Linked DNA regions of Mus musculus: region 2 is linked to region 1. Evidence: chromatin contacts called from public Hi-C data. All regions are on one chromosome and are shown on one strand. The core of a region is the stretch at or near the end of the contact, and the rest is flanking DNA. Distances in the headings are between cores, read along the strand shown.

Region 1 (3,282 bases), core at 103-2,602:
AGGGCAGTGTGAACTCTGCACCCAGTTATTTTACAGGCTACATTGTATGGTGCTATACCATAACATATGCTGGCCATGTGATCTTGGATCAATCTTCTTACCTAGGTCTCTTACTTATCCACACACTTTGGACTGGGTGATTTTTTTCTGGTATTTCACATACTATGATTCTATTATTCTATTCCTATGCATTAATCAAAATAAGCAAAGATCAGGAGCTAGTGAATTGTGGGCTGTTTGGAGCTTGGGAAGTAGGACTCTGTGAGGATGCAGGTGGAGAAGCAGTTGAGTAGGGACAAAGGTTGGAGTTGGGCTGTGGAGAGAGGCTGGAGATGTCAGAATGGCAGGACATACCGAGTTTCTCTGCACTTGAAGTGCCTCTCTGCTCCTGGCTCTCACCTGTGACACAAACAGAGTCCTTTGAAACCAATTACCACAGTTTTTTTTCACTCTTTCCTTGACTGTGTTTGGGCTCACATTGGGGCAGTCCTAGATTAGAAGAATGTGGACTGAAGAGTCTTTGCTCAAGCACATTGGCTGCTCTCCTCTATGTGCTGGCTGCCTTCCACTCTAGGCTAGGGCTTCATTTTTACCATTTGTACTTACATACAACTTGACAAAGAAGAGCCTCTAAGGTTATATATTTAAGGACTCTGGAAGACACAACACTCATTGACTCTTGAAGCCTAGAAGCTATTTAAAGTCATACCTTGGTGCCCCTCTGAATTCTTTCTAACATGGATCCTATCCATAACATTCACAGGAAGAATGAGTGAGTGAGTGAGTGAGTGAGTGAGTGACTGAATGACTGACTGACTGACTGAATTACTGAATGGATGAATGAATGAATGATTAGATTCAAAGATGTAGAGAAGACTAAGTCCAGGGTGGCCAGGTGACTGCCAGTCAGAGCTGGAGTTGTGTCTCAGAGTCACCCCTCTTAGTAGTAGTTATTTAAAATAGAGACAGTAATACATGCCCTGCAAAGCAGCAGGTGTGAGGATCAAAAGGAGACTGCAGATAAAGCTTCTAGAATGGTGCTGAGCACACAGTTTGCACCCAATATTTTTAGGCTCTGGCCTGGCCCAAAGTCTCCCAGAGTGTCAGTGACAATCCCCTGACCTTTGAGAAGGTTTACGACCATAGGCAGCCTGGTCTATCTAGGGCAACTCTGGACACAACCTCACTGCACAGAGAATGATGGATTGAATGACCCTGGACCCTTTCCAATCCCCTTTGGGTCTTGAAACCAAGGGTGTACTTCTGATCCTGACCATTGGGTGGCACCAGCCCATCATCTTAGGTAACTAGACAGTGGAAGGCTAGGCCCTCTTGGCTACCCAGCAGGGGAGTTGGAAAGGGGGCTGTGGGGCGGGATCAAGAGAGTGGGTGGGGGAAGGAGCAGCTTAGAGAGTCCAGGTGTTTGTGCCTCTGCTCGACTGTCTGGATGCTTTGTGTATGACTGAGGTGGGAGTGGGCTCTATAAACATGAGGTTCAGGAGGTGTGTGTGTGTGTGTGTGTGTGTGTGTGTGTGTGTGTGTGTGGTGTCTTTATTTCTCCCCTGTATATGTACAAGTAATCATTTGACCTAAATGAAATCATTTGCCCCAAGGATATTGATTTATGGCTGTGGGTAAAGTGAGTCGAGGGCACATGGGATTTTCAAGATGTTAAAGGTATTAAAATTTAATTGACCTCCTGATTTTATACATGGGACAAACTGAGGCCAGAATGGGATTCTAACTGGTCTGAGGACCCTGGTTCCCTGATCTTGTCTACCACAGTCTCTGCATTGAACAAGGAACTGGACCAACCAAACATGGTGAGTCACCTGGAGAAGAGAATCTGGACCAAAGTGGGACCCGGAACGCCTTGTTTAGCCTAAGCCACATGATCATCATGGCTTCTCTCCTTTGTATTTTATTCTTTCCATCTGGATTCTAGAGCTAGCTCACACTGGCGTTGCCATGCCTCAGAGGACAGCTGTCCTTGTTTCAGAGCCTATGATAGACAGGTGACAGCTGAAAACTGAAGTCTTGATTTCTGCTCTTTCTCCCCATGCCACTTTGTTGTTGTTACTGCTTCAGTTGTGTTCTCCTGGAAGGCATCAGTGTCTCCTCTGTGGCCAAGGCACCCAGCTCCTAGAGGGTGGGGGTGTAGCAGGCATTGTTTTCCCCTTTACTGAGTCCCTCCCAGGCACCTCTCTTCCTTTTAATAAAAACCACTAGGCATGCTTCAGATCTGCTGAAGGCAGCAAAGATCCATGCACAGAGCTGGCCTGCAGTTCATAAACATGACAAAGATCCTTTGCCACATTTCTTTGGTTGATTCTGTCCTAGGTACCAGGCTAGGTCATTAGAATAAAGTTCAGATTTCCTGGGCTTGTATGTAGGCTCCTCAGCTAAATTGTCCTATGACCTCCAATTAATGTCTTTAGTCTTTTTTTTTTTTTTTTTTTTTTAGTATAGAATACAGTTAGCTCATAATCAGCCACCAAACGCAGACGCTATTGCATACGTCAGCAAGATATTGCTGAAAGGACCCTGATATAGCTGTCTCTTGTGAGGCTAAGCCAGTGCCTGGCAAACACAGAAGTGGATGCTCACAGTCAGCTATTGGATGGAACACAGGACCCCCAGTGGAGAAGCTAGAGAAAGTACCCAAGGAGCTAAAGGAATCTGCAACCCTGTAGGTGGAACAACAATATGAACTAACCAGTACCCCCAGAGCTCATGTCTCTAGCTGCATATGTAGCAGAAGATAGCCTAGTTGGCCATCATTGAGAAGAGAGGCCCCTTGGTCTTACAAACTTTATATGCCCCAGTACAGGGGAAACACCAGGGCCAAGAAGTGGGAGTGGGTGTGTAGGACAGGGGAGGGTATAGGGGACTTTAGGGATAGCATTTGAAATGTAAATGAAGTAAATACCTAATAAAAAATTGAAAAAAAAAAGAATACAGTTTATTCAGGGCATGGGGAGGGGAGTTCAGAGTGTAGTAGAAGCAGAGAAAGGCAAAGAGAAGGAGAGAGTAGAGAAGTAGAGGCTGGCCATGACCACATAGAAAGAGGGGGCGAAGGGAATGGGGAAAGGGGAAGCAAGGGGCAAGAGGCAAGAGTATGAGAGTAAGAGAGGCAAGAGAAGCAAGGGCAATGTCTTTAGTCTTTAACCTTTCAGTATCGACTGAAACTGAGCTGAGCCTCGTGCTCCTATGGGGTCTATTGGGTTATTTAAGTGAATCGACACTTACAAAATATTCAAAATGAAGTCTCAATAGGTTACT
Region 2 (3,226 bases), core at 484-2,983, 230 kb after region 1:
TACCAGGCTCCTCCAATAGAAACACTTTGCTTAGCACCTCCTGAAGCAAGAATCTTGGTAACAGAGAAAACAGTGAAGAAGGAGTCAGTTGCTATGTGTACTGGCTAGTTTTATGTCAACTTAACACAAGTTCAGATCATCAGAGAGGAGGAAGCCTCAATTGAGAAAATACCTCCATAAGATGGGTGTAGGCAACCCTGAGGAATTTTCTTAGTTAGTGATGGATAAGGGAGGACTCAGCCCATTGCAAGTAGTGTCATCCCTGGGCTGGTGGCCCTGGGTTCTATAAGAAAGCAAGCTGAGCAAGCCTTGAGAAGCAAGCCAAAGAGAAGCATCCCTCCATGACCTCTGTCTTAGCTCCTGCTTCCAGATTCCTGCCCTGTTTGAGTTCTTGCTCTTACCTCTTTTGATGATGAACTATTACATAGAATTGTGCGTGAAGTAAACCCTTTCCTTCCCAAGTTGCTTTGGTCATGGTGTTTCAAAACAGCAATAGAAACCCTAACTAAGACACTAAGAAAGAAAATAACAACACATGTCATCAAGGATGGGAGAGGAAGAAGACTCCAACTTTGCCAGTAGGGGTACAAATCAGTGCAGCCACTATGGAAATCAGTGTGGGTTTCCCCCAAAAAAACTAAAAGTGGAATCAGTCATATGACCCAGCTGTGAGAATCCTTTATATAGCTTTGGTAATCGAAGTCATCATGTCACAGAGATGCCTGTACACCCAGGCTTACTGCAGCACTGCCCACAATAGCCAAGTTCTTGAACCAGTTTATGTGTCTATTAACAGAAGACTGGATAAAGAAAATGTGGGAAATCACATCACATAACTTAGAAGGGTCAGGGACCTCACAGAAAGCTACAAGATTCTTTTTTTCTGTTGAATTCATCCTTAATTTACAGAGAACCTGGGTCCAGAGAAAAGTCAGATATCCCCATCATACCTAATGGTGCAACCAGTACCTTTCAAATGGAGAGTCTTCCAGTTCTCAGAACCAATGCCTGGGGAAAGTGGGTACCTAGGATCCCATTGGCCGTGTGACTTTGTACTTATGTTTGGGGAAACAGAAGTGCTCTGGACTTGCAGCACTGTCTGATGCATAGTACAGACATCCAAGTCACCTCAAAAAAAATGACCATATACCATGCTGAAAGACACTTGCTCTCAATACCCATTTCTAGTGCCTGCCTAGAACTTCTCATGTGGACTGCTTGTCTACAGAGTACCATGGATATGTGGCTGGCTATCAAGTCCAAGGTTAGACATGTGGGTTCCAGATGTGCACAAGATCACTTTCAGCTGTGTTTTTGCCAGCTGTAGAAGTACCACATGGCAATTATAAGCCACCAAACATCTGGAAAACAGATCCCACAAGAGAAGAAACTCTTAAGCAAGGTGACCATTTAGATGACAGTCACAATGTTCATGATGAATCCAAGTGAATGCTGGGAACAGAATTCTGACCAATATAGTCAAGAAATAGCTACAGAGTGCCTGCTTTGTGGGATTCTAGAGAACTAGTGAAAACAAGACAGACTAAAGTATGCTGGGGAGGATGAGGGTGACTGTGGTCCCCAAAGCATCCTTCTAGAAAGACCAGTGGGGAAAGCATTCAATATTAAAGCCATAATTGTTACCATTGCTTTGCATTGAATATTGTTCTCCCTACTTCCCTAACCTCAGCTTGCCCAGTCAACTCCACCTACACTGGCTTCTTTATACCCCTAGAACATACTAAATATGCTTCTGTCTCATGACCTTTGTGCCCCATAGTCTCTAGTGTCAGGTTACACAGGAGCTCTTTGTTCTTTGCCTTTACCCTCCATCCTCCCCCATCTGTGCCCACCCCCCCCCCCGCCCCCGCTCACTACTGAATAGCTAAACTTTCAGGAGCAAGTTAGATATGCAATCTCATTCTACCTTTCCCACAATTCCGTATTCATTGCTTATGCTTAGCTCAAGCATCAGACCCAGCCTGCAAGGCAGAAAACAGACAAGCCATGTACTGGCCTCGAATGTCCCAACCAGCATGGATGATTGGCTTCTCCTCCCAGCCCTGAAGGAGCTAGCCACTTTTCAGACATATCCCAGGCAGCAGGCCTGCTCTGTGACACTGTCAAGAAGTAAGGAGCCTGGGAAAAGTCACAGACATAAGCAAGATTAATCATGTGACCTCTTAAGGGCACTTGGAGCTGTGGAACAGAGAACTGCCAATGGTCCAGGCCTTGTCCTGATAAGAGATGGTAAAAGAATTCTAAGAGATGTTTTGGTGGAGTACTCAGGGAAAGCAAAGGCTAAACACACTAGAGGATTCACTGGAGAAGGAGGAAAGAATGCTAGAAGACTCACTCCTGAGCATGGAGCCAGCTCTGTATTTCTTTTTAACCCAAAAGCCCAGATACTTACCTTTCTTCTGGATGCTGGTGCTGCTAATACTAGGGATGCTGGAAGAGGTAGGAGAGCTTGGTTCCCAGACCATAGGTACCTACACACACAGAAAGACTGTGGGCATCAGTATCCTGTTTAGAAACAAGGAATGGAACAAGGGACAGGGTGTGGGGTTCTGATGACAAAGTCAGGCATCGCCTGTCATTCTGAAGCAGTGTGTTCCTAGGGATGTTTTGGAGAGGGAGGCTCCTGTGCAGGCTATGAGATGTAATATGATTTCACAGTGAAAACCCCAGAAGAATATTCTAGGCAGAGACATAAATAGAGATAACCGAGATGTACTGGCTGGTTTTGTGTGTCAACTTTACACAGGCTGAAGTTATCACAGAGAAAGGAACTTCAGTTGGGGAAGTACCTCCATGAGATCCAGCTGTGGGGCATTTTCTCAATTAGTGATCAAGGGGGGAGGGCCCCATCTCTGGGCTGGTAGTCTTGAGTTCTATAAGAAAGCAAGCTGAGCAAGCCATGGGAAGCAAGCCAGTAAGTAACATCCTTCTATAGCCCCTGTACCAGCTCCTGCTTCCTGACCTGCTTGAGTTCCAGTCCCGACTTCATTTGGTGATGAACAGCCACGTGGAAGTGTAAGCTGAATAACACCCCCCCCCCCAAACTTGCTTTTTGGTCATGATGTTGTGCAGAAATAGAAACCCCGACTAAGACACGAGATTTGCTCATATTATTGCTCTTGAAGATCAGCTATGGGCATTGAAAAGACATGTGATCACAGTGGACATTGGAAAGACATGTGCAGTCTGAAATAGGAGGGGCCCA

What was found. Hi-C and Micro-C count contacts between places; a contact is called where the count stands out from the background.
Region 2: a contact with region 1 is called in a Hi-C map of the N1E-115 cell line, with 2.8 times the contacts expected there. The contact joins two enhancer-like sites. A contact is called at or near these places in 1 of 39 promoter capture datasets (pre-B cells), 3 of 484 Hi-C or Micro-C datasets (the N1E-115 cell line, embryonic stem cells and nephron progenitors) and 2 of 115 datasets of contacts at active chromatin or transcription factors (double positive thymocytes and embryonic basal ganglia).

What each region holds. Positions count from the first base shown.
Region 1 is chr7:114,921,084-114,924,365 of GRCm38.p6, forward strand. No RefSeq gene overlaps it. Among named protein-coding and RNA genes, the nearest start is that of A730082K24Rik, 26 kb to the right of the region's middle. Within about 2 kb of position 1,353, at least 18 of the 459 cell types and tissues checked have an H3K27ac peak or open chromatin away from gene starts, as enhancers often do. A contact at or near this core is called in the N1E-115 cell line, where this site is marked.
Region 2 is chr7:115,152,203-115,155,428 of GRCm38.p6, forward strand. The region is part of intron 2 of Gm34282 (a long non-coding RNA gene); the gene reads left to right. Among named protein-coding and RNA genes, the nearest start is that of Gm34282, 21 kb to the left of the region's middle. Within about 2 kb of position 1,734, at least 9 of the 459 cell types and tissues checked have an H3K27ac peak or open chromatin away from gene starts, as enhancers often do. A contact at or near this core is called in the N1E-115 cell line, where this site is marked.